Linked DNA regions of Bombyx mori: region 2 is linked to region 1. Evidence: chromatin contacts called from public Hi-C data. All regions are on one chromosome and are shown on one strand. Each heading gives the region's core, a stretch centred on a gene start, on an enhancer-like site or on the middle of the called end of the contact. The rest is flanking DNA. Distances are from core to core; before and after follow the strand shown.

Region 1 (4,598 bases), core at 412-2,911:
CAATATTTGTGGGTTCAGATAACTACTTAACACTTTAACATAGATGGGAAAATAAAAAAAATTACAAATGAATTTTTAAATGTAGAATACATTTAAAATACTTTGGTAGGAATAAAATTTTCATAGCATTTTATATGCAGATTATTTGCAATTTAGTTGTAATATTACTGCATTTTAGTATTTGTTTATTCAATATCATCACTGACATAATCACAACTACTCTTAAAGTTTAATCTCACTTTTGTGATTTTCATTTACTTATGTTTACAATTCATAAAAACTGAAGATCCTTCCATATCCTTCCTAGTCTTGGTGGCAAATATTTTGAAAAGAACAATTACTGGCTTTAATTCTCAGTCAATCTCTTTAGGATAATGTTCATTGGTATTCCACTCTGAAAGCAGCCTCTGTCTTTTATGAATTTCCATTACCATTACAAAAGGGAAACCCTAGCTTAGGGTAAATGAATGGGGAACATTTGTTTGTTTATATTTCAATTCTCAACATATTATGTTGCATTGTTGCATATATTTTTACAACAGTTAAATTGAGGAAAGAATACTTGCTGTGTGTCACCTTATGGTACATTTAAAAAATTCAAAATAATTGTATTGAAATTAATGTTATGCTTCGTTTATTTAAACAAGTTTCGATATGAACAAAAAAAATCTAATCATACTGTATAATTGTAAATAAATTCTAAATAAACTTTTGAATCGGTATGCTTGAAAATTCCAGTTTTTTTTTATTGATTCGTTAACAAGTAATCATGTAAACTTATTGTATGACATCATTTTACAGTTCTATTAAATTTCAAATTGAGAGAATTTGTATTATTTCCGTAGTGAAGTGTACAACTGCTAGCATTTTAGGGTATAACATGCTGTGATTTACAACATATCTTCAAGATAAGTTAACTGTTAACGTTACCGACGACACGTTGATGTAGCTTTTGAAGTTTTGCACTAATTTCTTCTCATTCATTTTTAACAACTTGCTCCTCACGCAATGTTGACCCACTTTTAAAGAATAGTTACGATTGAAATATTTATTTTACACAAGTTTAATAGTCTTTCGGATAGAGTAGACAGTTTTTATTGTTTATATAAGGGATAGCCCACATGATTTATCTCTATTTTATGATTATTTGATAACAATCATCATAGTGCACACAAATTTATAGATTAATTTCATTCTATAAAGTTTCTGTCGTAGTAGATTTGTATTTGTGGATTACTAGTTTGTACATTTTAAAGTTCTTAAATAGCACATTTCACGTGAGATTATAACGAGATCTAACACTTTCGAAGAACTATTTGACTTAAAACAGCAATATCAGCAAAGACATAAACTTCAGAAGTTTAGGAGTTTGAAGTGGAGTGACAGATACATAAATATTGCCAAGTACAAAATAAGGAGCGTGTTATGTGTCACAGACCAATTAAAAACTGGATCGTTTCAGTGGGTCGCGATTCCGATCCGGTGGCAGGTTCAGCGAAGCACTGCTCTTCCTAGTAGATGTTACCAGTCTCCCGGCTGAACCTCGTGAGCTCGCCTACACGTTTAGTGAAGCTAGCACAGCCCCTCAAGGCAATAGGTAGGCCAAAAAGTCATTCATTTTTTTTGGGTCTCTACACAAAATCTTATGAGGTACTGGTGAAATAAAAGACTAGGCTTCACCTTTTACAATTCCTTCACTATGCAAATTGAAGATTACTTTAAAAAAAACCAAGACAGTTTCGTTGGCGTGGTTTTTGAAGTTTGTAGGGACATTTCGTCTATAGATGCAACTTGACTACACAATTTTACTTGGATTTTGAAGAGAACCTGTTCTTCATTTCGAAAATAGGGCAAATAGTTTGGGCCTTGTTCCATTTGCTAGCCCAGTAAAATGAATAAATAAAACCAGCTATGGTGAGGGGTTACGACATGAACATAATCTGTGGCTTCATTTAAAAAATCCATAGATTGTGAATGCTCAAAAAAATGGCGATTGTTAAATTTTTGTTGAAAATTTAAAGCACAATCTTTAGGAATTGAGTTTAAATAATAAGTATTTATTGGTGCAGTTGTATTAATTAATTTAACATGGCTGACGCAATGGTAGAACGAAGACCAACACTACGGTTTTTCTGCCACAGGTGTGATATAGAATTTGAAGATGTTTTGCAGGTAAAGATCGATATTTTGTATTGTTTTTGCGACTAAATTTGATTTTCACATTGATCTGTGACGTCGGAGATATCGCTCCGTTTGAAACCATATTTTTCCTATAAAATTTCTAGGAAAACTGCGCAACAGTTTTCTTTTGATGAAATCTATTTCCAATTTTTTTTCACTAATACCGGGTGTTCTGCGTGTCATTTCCGTGAAAACTCTTTTCAAGGGATGTCGGATTACAAAATTTTCTTATTATTACATCATCAATTGATTTACAGTCCTCGAACTTATCTTTTTTAGGAAATTTCCTTTTAATAAGAACAATTTATAAATCTTACTATGTTAGTTCTGATGAGATCTCTGCTATTTGCATACTTTTGGATCCTAACCCAGTTTAATGACCTTAGGAACAACCATTAAACGTGATTTTTAAAGCACATGACCTTCTCTAACCTTTCTGAACTGGTATTTTGTGTTTGTTAAAAACAAATGTGAAAAAATTCAGTATGAATCAGACTAAAAAAATATAATGTTATCCTCCGTCAGGTATTTTGATTTTGAAGTTAGTTTTAATGCAACCTTTCAAATCTGAATGTTAAAATAAATGTTGTGATAGTGCTAATACACTTAATACTTACTTATTTTTTCAAGTAAATATAAAAGTTTTCAATTGATGATGATGATAGTAATAAAGCATTTATATGTACTTCATTTATCTGGCTCACAATACAAGATATAACCAAAATAAAACCTGTTTAATACTCTTAAATATTTTATTGTTTTAAAAATTCAAAAAATCTCATGCTGTGTTCCGTCACAAAACAACCACTATTCTAAAATACTTGAGACTTTGATGTCACTACATAGGTGCACTGCATACTGATTGCTATCGATATGTACCAATTACTGCTTAATGACAATAGTATGTCTGCCCATTTATGCCAGTCAAGGGAGTACAAAAACATATTTTCTGACAAAATAAATGCATTTTAATGTTTCAGGATTATACATGCCCATATTGTGCTAGTGGTTTTATAGAGCAATTGGAGAGTGAAGCGGATGGTGATTTTGACGATGCAGATATGAGCAACTTGGACGATGATGTGAGCACTAGTGATGATACAGATGAGACACAAAACTCTACACAAGTATGACAAATACAATTGATTAGATTGAAATATAGTAAAAAGCATACAGACAGAAATACATGGTAAAATGTAGAAACATTAACATTGGTACACTACTCCAGGTAATAGATTGAAAGAACAGTTCTGATATTTGTAAGAATAACATTATAGGAGTTTGCAATGTGAAAGAAATTGTGTTGAGTAGATATGTTGCAATTTTATATTTTGTTGATACATGTGTAGAGTATTTTGTGTGTTTAGAAGTATATTGTTCGTATTAGTATTGTTTTATATTACAACCTACAAATTTTTTTTTATTGCCGTATAGCTAGACGAGCATACGGCCCACCTGATGGTGAGTGGTTACCGTCGCTCATGGACGTCAGCAATGCCAGGGGCAGAGCCAAGCTGCTGCCTACCATTTAATATTCTCCACAAGCCTCGTTTGAAGAAGGACATGTCATAGTGCTCGGGAATCACCGTGGAGGGGAGCTCATTCCATAGCTGGATGGTACGTGGCCAAAAAGATATCTGGAAACACACTGTGGATGAACGTAGTGGCTCCAGGTAGTATGGATGAACTCTACTCCGGTTGCGGGCGATGCGATGGTAAAAACGAGATGTCAGTATCATCTCGAACAATTCCTCAGAGCACTCCCCATGGAACACACATTTTAAAGATTTGTATCTATTTAATCAAACTAACTGTATAAATAACAGTTATGACACATTTTTTATAACTTAATGGATGATACTAACCTTTGAAATGGAAGATAATATACAAAACTGATCTTGCTGCCATAAAATATAATCTATGACTTTAATTTTTTCTCAGTTTTGTTTCATTCTTTAAAAATAACACTATACAATTTTTGTTAATTTTCAGTAGTAATGTGTGTTTACTATGTTTATTTTTATGGTTTCTGGGCTATTGAATACCAAAGAGGGTATGAGCTCATCAGGGTCTTTAAGAAAATAACATTGATATATTGTTTTAACTACCAGAAATGATCTAGCTGGTTATTTAAAATATCAATAAAAATACCAGTAGTTATTTTATGCAATGATATGTAAAAATGTAGATTATTTAAACACCATTCTAATTTGGCTCCAGTAACCATACCACATATGGGATGTACGGCCTCATACAATTAGTGTTGGTTGGGCTTCACGTGATGACATTGTTTAAACAATTTTGAAACATTTTTCATAAAAATATGTTGTCATTAATTGTACATAATTGGTTTATAAATTGTTATTTAAAATCGTGTATAATAAAACATCAATAAGAGAAATTGAAATTATTTGTTG
Region 2 (5,290 bases), core at 1,290-3,789, 170 kb after region 1:
CGTCTCTTGTTACCCTTATTCTACAAGATGGAGTCGGCGCAACATTTCAATGTAGTGTGATTTAAAATAACAACCGACCACTGAACTAATTTTTCTTCTTCTTAATTTTTTCAGTATGGCAATCGACACCTTGTTTTTTTTCTTTCCTACCTATTTTGATTGCTTAAGGGGCTATTTCAACTGCGTGCAGACGGGTAGGTGAGCACACAGGCCCAACCTGAGAGAGTTTGTTAACACTAGAGCAGTGTTTCGCCGAGTCTACCACAGGATCGGAATCGCGAACCCACTGAGAAGATCCGGCGAGAAACTCAGTGGCCTTTGTCTATGGGAGATCTTGCCACGACGTTGTTGCCAGTGTCGAGTTAATGTAGTCTTTTATTATTATTACATACCCACACATACTCTGATAAATGAAAAATGAATTCCCAAATGAATCCCGCAAAAAATTATCGAACTTCTGTCAAACAGTATCGCATTTGATGATGAAGACTGCTTAAACCCGTGCTAATTTGCCACTTTTTTTTATAAAATTATTACTATTTTTTTATCTGTGTTTGTTTTTTGTCCTTCTCTCACGTCGACAAGAAGCAACTGATTGACGTACTTTTTTAAAGTTATAGTTTTAGGTGGGATAGGCTACCTTTTATTCCGAAAAAAATCGCATTCCCACGGGAAACTGTTTTATTAATTGAATTATTGATTCATACTTTTTTATGACCACATGGATGAAGCTGCGGGTAGCTGCTAGTGATAAATAAAGTGTAATATTGCAATTTTGTAAAAAAAATCTTAAGATATTAGAACCAAGTGTGAAAAAAATTGGAATATTTAGGCCATTAAATAGGCCATTAACAAAATACCAGTTTATGTTTGGCTTTAAACCAACCGGGCGAAAATTTAAGTACAGTTGCCTAACAACTGTTTTTGGAGCCCGTCACATTTTAGCGCCGCAAGCCTAAGGATGAAGGGCTTAAACCTAAATCCGCCACATCCTAGCATAGCCTCACTCCATGTATTCCTGTAATTGCATTATGAGAGGGGCAAAGGGTTTCAACGGGAAATGTCCAGCTGCGTAATTATTAAAAAAATGTTGTAATAGCATAAGACCATTGCCAATCCGTACCTACTGGTGATTTTAAGCTACATCATGGTAATTCTGTCACAAAGGTCACAAAGTATTATCCGTTTCGGTATGAAGAATCTCAACCTCATGTCTCAAGAGGAGAGGGTATAACACACTAGGTGAATTGTGTGGAAAAATCTAAAGACAAATAACATAACTTAATAAAGTAGGTAATTAATAAAGAAAAAGATGCACTAATTTACGGCCTTAAATAATAATGTTGGTGTATAATATGGTGGCTACGATATTTACAATGAACACTTTCTAATTTATTAACCAAATGGTACTTTTTCTTGTTTGATTCACTTTGAGTTTTTCTTTAGCTGGCGCCCTCTGTTTTTTGAGACAATATGATAGCACCAAGATTGCAACAAAGGTAGTTTCGAAATGCATCAATAGGTGGACATTTGAAATTTCACATTCTCATCAGTTTTTTAATGGATATTCTCACAACATACAATGTATTCACTACTCGCTCAACGCTAGCATAACTCTCTAGGTTACTAGTTAGGAAAAAAATGAATTCACTGAAAAATATCAGATTTGTTATTCTTTCCCGATTGGTTCGTTTCTAAAAAATTTAACAATCAGAAAATTTATGTCTGTCAGTCCAAAAATAGATGTCACTGTTTTACAGAAACCGTTCTTGCTGTACACGAAATTATTGTTTTTAAACCTCTTTATAATTAATATCTAAATGAATAGTTAGATATTTTTACGTAACTTTTGTAAACATTTTCATTTATTAACCTGTAGAAAATATTTTTTACATATTATAACTTTAAACCACTAAGTGAATCCAACATTTAATTTATTTCATTCAAAAATACGCGCTATTGGAATTGCAAATGCATTGCATTTGTTAGTGCCTAGTATTGTGGTAGCATTACTTATACTTTTAGTATTAATTTGATCAAGCTGTGCGAAATGTTTTATTTTGTTAGTTTAGTAAATCTTAGGCACGATAATAGAAGGTTTTGAATTATTCACATATGTGAAAGTGCATAAGTGTTTTTCAAAAAATCATAATTGGTGGATGTGGGCGTCACGTTCTTTCAAATATGTACTCCTTTGAAATCTTAGTAATTTTTTAGTTACAGTTTTATTTTACCATATCTCATCTATTTAACGGCCGTCTGGTGTAGTGGTAAGTGACATGGTCACTACACAGGGGGGTCGCGGGTTCGAATCCCGCCAAGGGAAGATATTTTATGATAAATATAAATGTCTTTTCCAGGGCTATGGATGTCTATTAAATATATGTATGTGTATAATAAAAATCTTACATTTATATCCGTTATCTGGTACCTGTAACACAAGTTCTTTACGAACTTATCACGGGACCAGTTAACGTGGCGTGATTGTTAGTAAATATTTATTTATATTTATTTATTTATTATTATTTCACTTTTGTTTGATTTCAAATTCAATTTAATTATTCATACAACAGATATGACTTTCATTTACGTTACAAAATAGTTTATGTATGGGCTAAGCTTCCTTTGCTTCTTCAAAGGACGTATTAAACACGAAACAATGAAGTCTGTGCAAGTCTGTGGTTCTTGTTGTAAGTTGTCAAAATGGCACGTCATCAGCAAGATGTTGATGAACTTTTCGATGTAAAAAATGCATTTTATGTTGGAAATTATCAGCAAGCTATTAATGAGGCACAAAGCGTTAGCGTAAGTCATCACTAGAAACTTTCTATAACCATTAAATTATTATGCAAGTGTATAATTAAGCGCTCTTCGGTGGCGGATAAACCGACCATGTTTTTCGATGTAAATCTCCGAAAACAATACATGTTGTGTTTGTAGATTAATATTATACAGATCTACTTAACTTTAATGTAACTTTGGTACCGGAAGGATAACTTAACTTTCGAAATATTATTACAAGAAAATTTTCTCTCGTAGACAGAAATTACACCATAAATTAAAGAGGATATTATAGAATTTACAATTTTTTGCATTGAAAGAATGAAATTATTGATCCTTCTGACATGCCAATAGTAAAATCATCATAGAGCTAAATTTATTGATTTAAACACCTCTTGCAGCCTTCTACACCCCTGGTAGCACTCCAACGCGATGCATTCCTATATCGTTCCTACATTGCCCAGGGTAACTACAGGATAGTGCAACAAGAACTAAAGACTGCAGATCCTATGCTACAGCCATTGAAGAGTTTGGTAGATTACTTACTACCTGATGCCAATAAATCTGCCATTGTTGCTGATATTGATGCTCGAGTATGTAATTATAAAAAGTTACTTATAAAGTATGTTGGTGCTTGTTATTACATTGAAAAAAAAAAGACCAGAACTAATAGAATTTGAGCAGGGAAATATACATGTTAGCTATGGAGTTTTTACTTGTAATTAGAGTTCAAGAGTATTAAATATAGTTATTGTAGATTTTTAATATTGACTTGGCTAAAACAACAAAATCTTAAACTGTACCTATGACATTTTAGGTAGCTAAAGGTACGGAACTGTCCAATGAAATATTCTTGATTGTGGCTGCAACAATTTACTATCATGAAGATAATTATGAAGCTGCATTAAAGTGAGTAGTGTATTACAATAATAAATATTCTCAGATGGATGTAGTGCTAGCACTACAAGTAGGTATAGGGATCTTAGTAAACCTGCTCATTTAACTCATTGAAGAATTTTACGTAAATTGTAACCCATACATCAGCTCACTGAGTTTCTTCGTGGATCTTCTCAGCTGGTCACGATTTTTGTTCAATAGAATAATTGTAGATGCATTATTGAAGCAATTGCCTCTGAACTGATAAGTATCCTGTGGAGGCGCTGGAGCAGCTGTTACCAAATCCCACCTCTCTGTGCTGAGCCTGTTTTCACCCACTATTCTGGTTATACTGAAAATACTTTAAAGCCATTTGTATTCTAAAAAAATATTACATTTAAAACAAATTCTACTACTCATGAGAAAGAACATTTAGGGTAGGTCTAGGTACAATATAATATATACACAATAATACAAATAAAAATATATACACAAAATTGTCTTGAAATATATCCTGACATATGTGTTAAAACTTTCAATTGAGTTAAAAGAATAATAGCTGAATGTAAATTTTATAGAATCCTTCATAATGCTGAATCGCTGGAACTAAGAGCGTTCACACTCCAGTGCCTATTGGCTATGAATAGACCAGACCTTGCACGCAAACAACTGAAGTTGCTGCAGGACATTGAAGATGACGGCACTTTGACGCAGCTAGCACAAGCATGGCTGAATCTAATTCAGGTGACTTGAAATTGTTTTTGGTGATATATGATTTTGAAGGGTGACTTGTAACATTTCGTTCATATTATTCAGCACAAACATTTCATGGTTGAATTTAATATTTAAATTAGTGACATTCAAAGTTCATAATATTTTACCTGTGGTGTGACTGATTATCATTTCTCTGGTATGATATTACAGATCATATTTTGAGGATCTTAAACATAATAAGAATATGCGAGTAGCGTCCAGACTTTCTTCTACTTCTGTGTCTTTGTGTTTACAGTAGCAATAACCTCATTTAATTTCCTACCAAACACACTAATTCTTACACCCAGATCCTCCTAATGTAAGACAATACTTATGGTAGCGGAGGTAGACCATCCTGTATGTATGCTGTATTTACAGTCAAAGTTCTATTGTGATGCTTGCTTAATATATTTTAAACTATTTTTATTTTGAGTGATGTTGATGAGCATTTAAATTCAAAGTGCATTTGTAGGTTGGATCAATGGATATCAAAAACACGCATTAATTAATATAGTTAAAATTTTGATATTTTTTTCTAATATCTTAGTATAGTTACAACGGCTGGGAAGGGTGGGGCCTTTCAAACCGAAAAGCATTACTGCTTCGCGCCAGAAATAGGCAGGGCGGTGGTACATACCCGTGCGGACTTACAAGAGGTCCTATCACCAGTAAAAAAGTTGTTTGCAGATTAAACCAGATGTTTGCAGATTAATGTAAAGTTTCCATTGTACAGGGCGGCCCTGGTATCCAAGACGCACACTACAGCGTGATGGAGTTATCTGAACGCCTCGGTTCACTGGGACCTGGTCCGGCCTCTCTCGGTGCTGGGGCTGCAGCTGCCAGAGGTCAACACTGAAATGATTATCTCTATAATTTTAAA

What was found. Hi-C and Micro-C count contacts between places; a contact is called where the count stands out from the background.
Region 2: a Hi-C map of middle silk gland shows a contact between it and region 1, with 2.5 times the contacts expected there. The contact joins the promoter of COPE here to the promoter of LOC101739542 in region 1. A contact is called at or near these places in 3 of 7 Hi-C or Micro-C datasets (middle silk gland and whole pupa).

Annotation. Positions count from the first base shown.
Region 1 is chr21:1,836,540-1,841,137 of ASM3026992v2, forward strand. It overlaps LOC101739542 (E3 ubiquitin-protein ligase RNF126), which reads left to right and starts at 1,662. Exons shown (of 7, transcript XM_038018525.2): 1 at 1,662-2,172; 2 at 3,162-3,263. The coding sequence starts at 2,089. It overlaps LOC101738321 (myotubularin-related protein 10-A), which reads right to left and starts at 1,072. Exons shown (of 12, transcript XM_062674613.1): 1 at 931-1,072. The coding sequence starts at 984.
Region 2 is chr21:2,007,828-2,013,117 of ASM3026992v2, forward strand. It overlaps COPE (coatomer protein complex subunit epsilon), which reads left to right and starts at 2,540. Exons shown (of 7, transcript NM_001172724.1): 1 at 2,540-2,805; 2 at 3,183-3,374; 3 at 3,599-3,690; 4 at 4,236-4,401; 5 at 5,144-5,255. The coding sequence starts at 2,704.